4 separate regions of the Mus musculus genome follow, and regions 1, 3 and 4 are each linked to region 2. The links are chromatin contacts, called in public Hi-C, Micro-C and promoter capture Hi-C maps. All regions are on one chromosome and are shown on one strand. Each heading gives the region's core, a stretch centred on a gene start, on an enhancer-like site or on the middle of the called end of the contact. The rest is flanking DNA. Distances are from core to core; before and after follow the strand shown.

The links. Promoter capture Hi-C pulls out the DNA fragments that hold promoters and counts their contacts. A called contact is a pair of places that touch in the nucleus more often than the background predicts.
Region 1: a Hi-C map of embryonic stem cells shows a contact between it and region 2, with 2.7 times the contacts expected there. The contact joins the enhancer-like site here to the promoter of Prag1 in region 2. A contact is called at or near these places in 12 of 39 promoter capture datasets (the 3T3-L1 cell line, cranial neural crest, embryonic stem cells and 5 more), 8 of 484 Hi-C or Micro-C datasets (cerebellum, cortical neurons, embryonic stem cells and 2 more) and 8 of 115 datasets of contacts at active chromatin or transcription factors (T-cell acute lymphoblastic leukemia, embryonic forebrain, embryonic stem cells and 2 more).
Region 3: a contact with region 2 is called in a promoter capture Hi-C map of hippocampal neurons, with 3 times the contacts expected there. The contact joins the enhancer-like site here to the promoter of Prag1 in region 2. A contact is called at or near these places in 9 of 39 promoter capture datasets (the 3T3-L1 cell line, the HPC-7 cell line, cranial neural crest and 5 more).
Region 4: a Micro-C map of embryonic stem cells shows a contact between it and region 2, with 1.6 times the contacts expected there. The contact joins the promoter of Mfhas1 here to the promoter of Prag1 in region 2. A contact is called at or near these places in 4 of 39 promoter capture datasets (embryonic stem cells, hippocampal neurons, liver and 1 more), 7 of 484 Hi-C or Micro-C datasets (cardiomyocytes, cerebral cortex, embryonic stem cells and 1 more) and 2 of 115 datasets of contacts at active chromatin or transcription factors (craniofacial prominence and thymic regulatory T cells).

The regions. Positions count from the first base shown.
Region 1 is chr8:36,526,928-36,529,627 of GRCm38.p6, forward strand. No RefSeq gene overlaps it. Among named protein-coding and RNA genes, the nearest start is that of Trmt9b, 70 kb to the left of the region's middle. Within about 2 kb of position 1,429, at least 52 of the 459 cell types and tissues checked have an H3K27ac peak or open chromatin away from gene starts, as enhancers often do. A contact at or near this core is called in embryonic stem cells, liver and neural progenitor cells, where this site is marked.
Region 2 is chr8:36,093,402-36,096,101 of GRCm38.p6, forward strand. It overlaps Prag1 (PEAK1 related kinase activating pseudokinase 1), which reads left to right and starts at 1,427. Exons shown (of 6, transcript NM_172911.3): 1 at 1,427-1,587.
Region 3 is chr8:35,771,892-35,774,591 of GRCm38.p6, forward strand. Gm19410 (predicted gene, 19410) reads left to right here. Exons shown (of 33, transcript NM_001370844.1): 4 at 574-813; 5 at 1,634-1,747. Among named protein-coding and RNA genes, the nearest start is that of Gm19410, 7.5 kb to the left of the region's middle. Within about 2 kb of position 1,355, at least 18 of the 459 cell types and tissues checked have an H3K27ac peak or open chromatin away from gene starts, as enhancers often do. A contact at or near this core is called in hippocampal neurons, where this site is marked.
Region 4 is chr8:35,586,420-35,589,119 of GRCm38.p6, forward strand. Mfhas1 (malignant fibrous histiocytoma amplified sequence 1) reads left to right here and starts at 1,370. Exons shown (of 3, transcript NM_001081279.2): 1 at 1,370-2,700. The coding sequence starts at 1,954. It overlaps Gm16793 (predicted gene, 16793), which reads right to left and starts at 2,601. Exons shown (of 3, transcript NR_040376.1): 1 at 2,419-2,601.

The DNA.
Region 1 (2,700 bases), core at 179-2,678, 430 kb after region 2:
AAAGCAAGCTGAGCAAGTCATGGGGAGCAAGCCAGTAAGCAGCACCCCTTCATAGTCTCTGCATCAGCTCCTGCCTCTAAGTTCTAGCCCTTGCTTGAGTTCCTGTCCTAACTGCCTCCAATGATGGACTATGATCTGGAAATGTAAGCCAAATAAACCCTTTCTTTCCCACCTTGCTTTTTGGTCTTGGTTTTTTTTTTTTTTTTCCCAGCATCTGAAACTCTAAGACCACACCCAAAGCCACCTTGCAACATGTACCTTAAACCCACTTGTCCTGGACCTGTTGTATAAATACTAGAAGTTGGTTTTCTTTCTTTCCGGGGGAGGGGGGGGGTTGTTTGAGACATTATTGGAAGTAAAGTTCACTTCCTACAGGGAATGGAAATAAGGTTGGTTTTGTTCAATTGATACATTTTGTAGTCAGTGAGCAGCCAACATTTTCCTGGGAAAATGTTGTTAGGGTGGAAGCTTGGGCTAGAGGCTAGGCCATTTCATCTTCAGTGGGCTAATTAAGGAGGCAAAGAAGTGACTACGAAAGCAGAAAAAAAAAAAAAAGGAGATTTATTCAGCATGGCCATTTGGGGAAGAACAAAGAGGCCAGGTGACATCCCCTAAAAAACACCTTTGTGGTGATAACAAGGTGTGGGCTTAAACAACTGGCAAGTGATGTTCATAACTAAGCAGTCTCCATCCAGGTGTGGTCCTGGCCACCACACACCCACCTCTACCTAGGCTTCAGTTTCTCCTTTAAGTTGTTAGTGCTGTGTGAAATCTCTTTCCAGGGGACAACTTCCTCCTCTGGTTGGCACCAGGCTACAGCTTTTTCCGCCTCCCAGCATGAGATTCCTGGGGAAATTCCAATTTCTTGGGGTCCATTGTTTCAACAGTCTGTTAGCAAGCGGGAGGGGGTATTAGAATGTGTTTAGAATGTCTTTTATTCCTTCCAGGAAGCGTAAAGCATATCCAACACACAATGCTGCAAATATTTATCTGTGTGGCGGACACTTCCTCAGCTCCCTGCTCCATCCTGCACACAGGCACAGACGGACACATCCTGCACTAGGTCCAGGAGGCCTTGGCTAAACCCAAAGACAACTGAATAAAGACATTACTTGAGAGCAATCGAATGCAGTGAGAGGCCCGAGTGTAGCCTGCATCAGAGGAGCCATAAATATTGACAGGAAGAAAGAACATGGGTCTTGTGGTCGCTGCACTCTGAGCCCAAGCCAAGAGGAAGCTCTTTTCTATCCCTCCCCCACCTCCTCTGCAAGGATCAACACTATTCCATCAAATCCACCCCGAGTACCAGCCGCACACAGAGTTTGCAAACACTAGAGAGAATGGAGGGAAGCCGGAGCCTGAGGCAGGAGGCAGGAGGAAAGCTGCACTAAGGACCAGGAAGTGTTGAGAGAGCGGTCCTGAGGGAAGGCATTTCCCATCAGCCTGCAGAAAAAGAATCCAGCACTCCTGTCCCCTCCTGCCTGCCCCAGCAATGCCCTCCACTCCCTGAAGGCACGAATTCCCTGGAGAAGCCCCGTTTCCTGAGCAGATGGTTCTGCAGCATTTCAGAGGTGGAATGTAAGGCTTAAGCTGAAAGCTAAAGGCTATCTCATACATCCTGTGTGTGCTTAGATAGCCATTGTTTGTCCTTGGTCAGGCAATGTTTACGATGTATAAATATTTAAGCGTGTAATATACGTAATACTGGCTTGGGTATCTTAGAGTGATAATGTTTGCATCCACCCACTGTAGAGATTAGGTCCTAGCCAAGAATGTCTCAATTAAAAGTTATACTTCACATACTGCTGGCTGCAGATGAGAGGCAGGATGGAGAGCCATGCACAATTCCCCATAAGGGGCCCTTCGAAGTAAGAGGACAGCAGTGACAGAAAAGGACAGAGCTGTGGGTTAAGGGTTTTTAGCAGTCCACATGACAGGGTGATTCTAATATATATAAATTCAAATATAGAGAGCAGGAAAGACCCTCATACCAGAAGGCACACACACATACATGTTCTTAACACTTCCTCATAGCCCATACATGGAAATTACCTAGACATTCACCAAAGGTCAGACAGGAAAGTGAATTGAAGTGTATTTGGATAGTTTAATGTAACAGAGCGGGAACAACTCGCTGCCACACTTAATATTAAGAGTAAATCCCACAAGTATGGTTTAAGTGGAAGAAACCAGAGCCAAACACTGACAGAATTAATACAAACTGAAAAAGTCAGCAGTACATCTCCTCAGGCAATGGGGCTGCGGCTGCGGAGAGTCCTACTTGCCTAGTCTGACTGTGGGAATATGGGTACGCCATTTGTGAATTCAAGGGTATACTTTGATGGCTGTATTTATATGTGAGTGCATGCCCTCATATGTGTGCATGTGTGTTTGTGTGTATATACAACTATACATACATATATAACATGTAACGCATTTATGAAATGCTCTTAAAATTTAAGAAAAGATTCCATATAAGTTTAAAAGGGAGAGAGCAGAAAATTCAGAGAAATAGAATATGTGGCTATAAATCACTTGAATGTTAGTATAAGATATGATTGTTTTCTAACTATTTCATACCCCTTAAATATGTTAAACCCCATAAGGTAAAGAATAGTCCATACCTCAGTCACCTTTGTGTCCTCTGAATGCCCAGAAGAGTCACACAGTGGCTGTTCAGAAAATACATACATTATAAAA
Region 2 (2,700 bases), core at 177-2,676:
CAGGCAGCTCTTGGTTCCCATCTCAACACTACCACTTTTCACCTGAGGAGCCCTGGCAAAGGATAGGACCCTTCTGGACCTGTGTTATGCTGTGTCAAATGTGCTAACCCTGCCCTGTGACGTTGCCTGGCACGTAGTAGGTTCTTCATGAATGTTAGTACGACTCCTATTCACCTTCCTATCAGTCTTTCCGTACTTAAATGGGTAATGAGGGACATTGAATGATAAGTAAATTCTCCTTATGGTCCCTTTGCACTCCTTACATAGAAGCCACACATATCCAAAACATGTCTTCTTCCTCTTTCATATTCTATATAGCGCTGCCAGTGTTAACACCACATAAAGGCGAAGAGGGGGAGGGTCTGAGTGGTGCCTTCCTTCTCTCCGTGGAATCATCCTGATTAAGGATGTAACACCGCGCTGCCTCTGTAAAGCAAAGGGAAGCAACCAGATGTGTTGAGGGGGGGGTGCGGGGGAGGATTCCGTTTTCACTCAGGCTTGGCCCTGAGCAGTAACTTCAGTGCCTGGCTTCTTAGGGAACACCCAGGGCAAGGTGCAAGTCTGTCCTACTCAGGCAGCTGGAGGAAGGGAGGCGACTGGCTGGCCCTCTCCTGAGAGTTAAAAAAGATTTTTCGCCCGAGGAACAATATCTTGAACTCCTTGTATCTCAGCCAGTGACTCACGCACTGGAAGCGGTGTAAACACAGGTGGAGGACCTGGGTGCCCCAGCATGATTGAAGGCCGGTCCTCCAGGCCAACATTTGCATTCCACTGTTAAAACACTAAAGTTCAAAGAGATGTGCTGAGCCATTTGCTAGAGGCCTGGACATGAGGAGCTGAGCAGGACCTGAAATCTCTCAGCCAGCCCTGCTCCAGCCGGCTTGTGGTTCTCCTAGGATAACAGTACGTGGCAGTGAAGGCGCTCACGCCTCTTTCAGAGCCCACCGCCCTAGATCTTATTATTGTACTCCGGATCCCCTCTCTTCCATGTTTCGTTCTTTTGCTCCCTCCCTACCAGGGTCTCCTAGGGTCGGCTGGGTGGAGGGATGAGAATGCATTTACTCCGACAGACACACCTATCTGTGCATTGTGGTTAAGGAAAGCTGGGAGCACCAGAGATCTTCCAAGCAGAACTGCGCTGAGCTGGGATTGAGCTGGGGACGCTCTGGGGGGCTCAGCTCCAGGTCTAGGGGCGCCAAGGCTCGGGCTGGGGGCGGAGCCTCGCTGTGGCGAGCGAGGGGGCGGGGCGCGGTGCGGAGTTCCTAGGGACCTGGGCAGGGGCGATCGCCCGCCCTCCTGGACTGGGGACGAGCAGAGTGGCGGGACGCGCAGGCCCGGTGGAGACGCGGGGCAGCGGCAAGGACTGCGGGGGTGCGGCGGGAGCGGAGCGGGCGGCGTCACCCGAGGCGGAGGGGGCGGAGCCGCGATCGCAGCTGCCACCCGGCCGCCGGGCCCAGGCAGAAGTCAGCCGCCCGCGGCTGGGCAAGCACTCCGCGCAGACACGCTAAAGACAATGCTCCGAGGCGTCCGGCGGGGCAACGGACTGCTGGGTCACCGACGGCGAGGCTGCGAGACCGCAGACCCCAGGTGAGCCCACCACTCTCTCTCCAGATCCCGCCGCTTTTTGTCTGACGAACGTGGCGGCCCAGGGGCTTTCGCAGAGTCGCTGCGGTGGCCCGGCGGGCCAGCCCCTGCTGGCGTCCCCAGGGGTGACAGGCTACCGATCCGGAGCGCGTGGAGAGTCCGGACCTCGTGCTCAGGGTTGTGCCCTCGGTGCAGGTTCCGAGACGGGAAAGCTGGGGAGTCGGAGGGGTATTTTCAATTCTTTTGAGAAACGCTCGCTTTGAAACTGGGAAACTTTTCCTTGGAGTTCCGGGAAGGGTGATCGACTGCTGTAATGGTTTTACTGGTCTTGCTGGTCTGGCTGCTCTGTTTTGTGTGTTGGGAACTGCTCCTTTTGCAGTGAGTATTGTCAAAGGAGCAGAGGGGCAGAGGCCGTTCGGGCTGCTCCGGCCAGACCCGGAGGTGACGAATTGGGGGTCCAGGGAAGCCACCTTTAGGCTGCAGCTGATCTCTGAAGGAAGGTGCTATCTGTTTGATGAACCTTGGTGATCATTCCATACCTGGAGCTAGCTCCCAACCTTTGCTTGTGATGTCCCCTCTGCAGCCGGGCGCACACACCCACATGCACCCACATGCACACGCAAGCACGCTTACCCTTGGAAAATAGAATCTCTGCTTGTGTGTGAGTCCTGGGAATGCGAATGGAGGCGGCTGAGCAATTCTCAGCCCACAGCGCTCGCTCACTGTGTCTGTTCTCCCAGGTAAAGCTCAACCATGGTTTTGCAGAGCCTATTGTAGAGCCCAAAGGTCTAAGGCTGAGGAGTTTTGCAACGGATTCAGTTCAGACTCAGGTTGGAAAGGCTTAACTGATCACAGTTCTCAACTCTACCTTACAGCCCCTTCTGAGGAGATTTGACAGGAGGCCCCAGAGAAAGCAAGTTGGCTTTCCTAGGGTCCCTCAGAACTTTGCTCCCCTTATTGGATCAGACTGCAGGCTTCAAGTCCACACTCCTCCTACTATGATTGCTCAGAAAGTAGAAAATAAAAAGATATGTAGATACCATTATATACCCTCAGTGCTGGGGCTGGGGTGAGGTGGGGTGTTAGGGTAGTCATGTCCTGCTTTCTCCCTAGACC
Region 3 (2,700 bases), core at 105-2,604, 320 kb before region 2:
GTAGGTACAGCTTACTTTTAAAATTACATCTCTTTACATGTGTGTGGGTGCATGTGCATGTGTGTGCCCCATGCACCATGACATGTGTGGAGAGGTCAGAGGACAACGCAGGTTCCCAGGGATTGAACTCATGTCAGCAGGCTTAGGGACAGGGGCCATTACTGACTGGGTTGTTTCATTAGTCTTGTAAAACTTATTTTCAACACTCCATCATCTCTCTGCTCACCCACAGCTTGTATCAGCATCAGCAGTGCTAACTGGAAGTAAGTCATGAAATAGCCTTAGGCTGTGTGTGCTAAGCCAGATGCTACATTGTCTATGGTGTTTATAGGAGACTCTTGGAACTATTTCTTTGTGTTTTCAAATTTATTAACCTCATCGACTCTTTTAAAACTTCTCTGGTGAGAAACTTCAGTGCAGAAAGCCACACCCATATGACTGATGACATCTAACTAGCATCTCTTAGTGGTTCTGAAATCGGCCGAGTCCACGACAGTCATAGCACTCATTTAGATACCCAGGCCCATCATAATCCAGCAGTTCTCCTCCACCCACATAATTCCTGCCTTCCAGAGAGCTTGACGGCATGTCCGGACTACAAAATCCGCTGTCCAGGAAAGGCTCAATGTCTGGATGCTGGGGAACCTTGTGATGCCCAACAGAGCTGTGAAGATGGGTCCATAAAAGCATACTGTCCCCACATCCGTTGCTTGGCTGGGCAGTGGCAATGCCAAAACAGGGCATGTATCATGGACAGCTGGAGGTGTGATGGCATTGATCACTGTGGGGATGCCTCAGATGAGCGGGACTGTGGTAAGTCTGGCTTCCCTACTGACATTTCAAGGGCAGGGTATAGTACACAGGCTGCTTTACAAAGTCTACATGCCAAGGCAGAGGCTGCCATCCTTTCTCAAAGAAGAGGATGCCCCCTAGCAATAGCCAATGTATAGTTATCCATGGAACCGCAGAGCTGCTTAGATTAAAAACTCTTGTTATATGTTGAATGAGCATCGCCTAGAATGTTCCCAGGGATGAAGAGCAATCCATAGACAGCCTGAGCATCAGTCTATGAAGGAAGCATAAGAACAGAGACAACTCCTGTTCTCACATAGTGATGGGGGAAAATCTCCCACTAAAAAGGGCAAAACTAACTCCAAAGAGTGGTGAGCACCATATTCCTCTTTAAGACAACCCCCAATACCCAGGATAGGGGGTGCCTCTGGTTTGTTGGTGAACCAGAATCCTGCTCAGTATTTCCTGGAGTTAAGGCTGCACACTGTAGCACACTCAGCGTCTAACATTTGTAAATTAAGTTTTCCTTAAAGCCATACTCATTTTGGGTCAAGCGGCTGGCTCTAGTACCGTTTTAATCCCAACTATTTAAAGCCAGATCAGTCAAGTTTAGCACAGTTTCAGTCGAGTGCCCAGATGTCTTGCTATTTTTGTGATTGAGTCTTAATCCCTGATTCCCTGAAGAAGAAGAAAAAAGTTCAAAATGATAAGCTTTACTTTCCAAACTTGAATTTCTGTAGGCTATGGAAATATTGCCACGTAACCTACTGAAAGAGTTGTCTTTCTACACTCCTGCCCACTATACGTAGTAATGAAAAAGAATGATCAACTTCCTCCACAGCCTCCTGTCCAGAAGGCACTGTGAGCTGCGATAGTGGGAAATGCATCCCAGAGTCTCTGATGTGCAATGGGAGAGCTGACTGTACAGATGGCGCTGATGAACCCAGGACATGTGGTAAGAAACTGCTTCCTCAGCTTGAGGCGGGAGGCTAAGGAAATGAGATGACATAGCCTAATGCTTTAGTCACGGTATTAATTACTTTTCGCTTGGCTGTGACAAAGTATCTGGCAGAAGTAATTAAGGGAGCAGGGATTTATTTTGGTAGCAGTCATGGGCTGTGGCTGAGGCGTGCTGTCCAAGGCAGAAGGGGTGTGTGGTTGCTGCTTTTCTCGTCTCTGCAGAGTGGGATGCAGAGAAGTCAGGCTGGAAATGGGGCTGAGGCTAAAACGCTGAAGGATCTGCCCCCAGTGACCCACTTTTGCTAGCTAGTTGCCATGTCCCAAAGGTCCCACGCTTCCTAATATAGCACCATTATCTGGGGAGCACATGTTCAAACACGAGAATCTGTAGGTGACATTTCAGATTTCAACCCCAACAGTTATCATTGGGACCAACTCCTTGAGAGAATGCTTGAAATGAAACACACGCACACAGACACACAGACACACACACACACACACACACATACAGGCACACACATACAGGCACACACACACACAGGCACACACACACACACAGGCACACACACACACACAGGCACACACACTCACAGACACACACAGAGAGACAGACACACACACAGACACACACACACAGAGGCAGTTATCTTTGTCCCTTATATTTAAGTATATTGCATTTTTGCTTATTACATTAAAGCTCTTGGCTTTGGTCTCGTGACTGAGCAAAATCCCCTAACTTGCAAACCATCAAGGGCAATTCTGAGCTTTAAGAAGATTAGTTAGCTCAAAACCTATATACTACAGTGCTTTCTGAATTCTAGAGTAAAGCCAGGAGCGCATCATCTAGTGTTGGTAGCATCCACATCACAGGTCTCAACAAGGGACAGACCCTTACCCAAGGCTCAACCATCCTTAGCAATGTACTGAGCTTTTGCCAGTCTAGCGAGC
Region 4 (2,700 bases), core at 120-2,619, 510 kb before region 2:
GCAGTGACAGGCCTGCAGGAACATGCGTAGCTTCAGGGGCTCTTGTACAGGCTTTTCCCAAGCTTGCTCAGTATGAACTTTGCTCCCAGAAGTCACCTTGCCTCTTGCCTCACATGCTGGAAACCCTGGGTTCAAACTCTAGAACTGAGGAAAAAAATCACTCTAGCCATAGGGATCTTTCAGGACTTTGCAAGTAGAGGATTGTTCCTTGCAGGCAAACTCACCTCCTTTATAGCCGGGGTGATAAGGGGCATGCCTAAAAGCTGACAGGTCCCAGGCACTACTCAGCTCTCTTAAGCAGATAAACAAAATGATCGATTATCTAATGACAAATGGAGAAGAGTTTTCTGAAGACAGTTACAATGGAAGGATAGCTTGTTTGCTTGCAAATTGAGTCTAATTTGTGTTGCCCTTATTATCGTGGTATGGAGCCAACTGCTGGAGCTTTGGCAAGCTATCAGTGACCACACCCTCGATGAAAGTGACTGTCCTTTTCAACCAGTTGTTGCCTGTCGGTGTTCCTCAGATAAAGTGATTAAGCAACTGGAAAGGAGTGGTAGAGGTGATCTCTGCGGTCTTGACAGGTTTCACGGCTTTGATAAATTCGGAGATTACTTGAGTATAGATATGATCTCAAACCAACTTCCTCTCAATGGAAACAAGCCCACACTGAACCCTGCAATAGCGAAAATGTGTCTGATAATACGGTCATTTCTTTGAATCCACAGAATACGGGGAATGTCGGATTCAAGATGTAGCATGTTGCATTCGGCTGTGGCGCTAAATGGGATAGTACAGACTTAAGACATCTTGCATGGCCTCCAACCCCCAGCCACCCACAACAGGCCTGAGATGTGCTGGCTCAAACCAGGGGAGCTGAAAACTAGGCTTCGGTTGACCTAGTACAAATAGTCCCCAATAACTAACTTATCAAATGGATTAAAAGGTTCTTTGCTTTTCCCCCATCTGCCTTTTATAACTACCCTCTTGTTCTAAGCTCCTTGGACACCCAGGTCCTTAAATTCTGCCGGCTCTATAGAGGTGTGGATGTATGGCGCATGGGAAGGATGAGCAAGAAAGCCAGCTAAATCCTATGCTTAGGGATGAATAAGAAATCCTTAGAGGCCAGGACCAACAAAGAACCTGATGCAGGAGAAACCAACCCGGAGACCCCGGAGTCCCACATCAGCTTTGAGGACCGCATCTGGTGCGCCTGGCGCAGGGCGAAGTCCACGTCGCCGGCCCCACTGTAGCTGGACCCCCCAAACCCCAAAGCCTGCGCTTACTTGCAACTCCCGCCCCAGGGGCGGTGCCGGGAACAAGCGGCGCCTCCGCCGGTCACGTGGGGGCCGCTCCACCGGGCGGCGCTGTAGCTTCCCGATCGCGCTCTCCAAGCGCCGGGGACGCGGCGCTCGCGCTCCCGCCCGAGCCGCGGGGAAACGGAGACAAGGAGACGCCTTCACCTCCGGCTCCCCGGCCCTGCGCCCGCAGCATGCCCGCCGCGGAGCCGAGCGCCGCCCTCCTCCTGCAGCTCGCGGAGGTGACGCCGCCGGCCTCCGGACCGCCGCTGCGAGGGTAGCGGGGCTGGAGTCGGCTACCGAGGCTCGGCGAGGCGGGCGGAGCTGGAGGAGGAGCAGGCATCCTCCGCGGCGCGGCGGGCGGCGGCCCTGCTGCCCGGCGCGCCCATGGCCCAGGAGCACGGAGAATGCGAGCCGCGCTGCGCGGCCGCAGCCCAGCTCCGAGCCGCTTGCCCGGAGCCCCTCAAACCTGCCTGCGTCGCTGCCGCCCGCCACCGGCTGCGCTAGGACCCACGGCCGCCGGCCGCGCAGGGGTGGTGGCCCGGGAGCAGCGGGAGCTAGAGGGCCCGGGGGCTGGGCGCCCGCCGGAGTCCAGCGCGGCATGCAGCTGCGGGCTCCGGTACCGGCGTGAGGGTTGTCGGCGCGGGGCCCCGCCATGGCTGGCCAGGACAGTGGCAACCTGAAGACGGTGAGGCTGTGGCGGGACGCCGCCCTGAGAGCCAGGAAGCTGCGGAGCAACCTGCGCCAGCTCACGCTCAGCTGCCCAGGGGCCGGAGGCGACCCACTGGAGTCCCCCGACGCCCCCCAGCTGGTGCTGCCGGCCAACATCGGGGACATTGAGGTGCTGAACCTGGGGAACAACGGCCTCGAGGATGTGCCTGAAGGTCTGGGGTCAGCTCTGGGCAGCCTTCGCGTCTTGGTCTTGCGCAGGAACCGTTTTGCCCGGCTGCCCCCTGCGGTGGCGGAGCTAGGCCACCACCTTACCGAACTGGACGTCAGCCACAACCGGTTGACCATCCTGGGAGCCGAGGTGGTGAGCGCCCTGAGGGAGCTGCGCAAACTCAACCTGAGCCACAACCAGTTGCCAGCCCTGCCTGCCCAGCTGGGTGCCCTCGCCCACCTGGAGGAGCTGGATGTCAGCTTCAACCGGCTGGCGCATCTGCCAGATTCCTTCTCCTGCCTCAACCACCTTCGGACCCTTGACGTGGACCACAACCAGCTCACCGCCTTTCCCCAGCAGCTGCTGCAGCTGGCTGCCCTGGAGGAGCTCGACGTCTCCAGCAACCGGCTGCGAGGCCTACCTGAGGATATCAGTGCCCTGCGTGCCCTCAAGATCCTCTGGCTTAGCGGGGCCGAGCTTGGCACGCTGCCCAGAGGCTTCTGCGAGCTGGCCAGTTTGGAG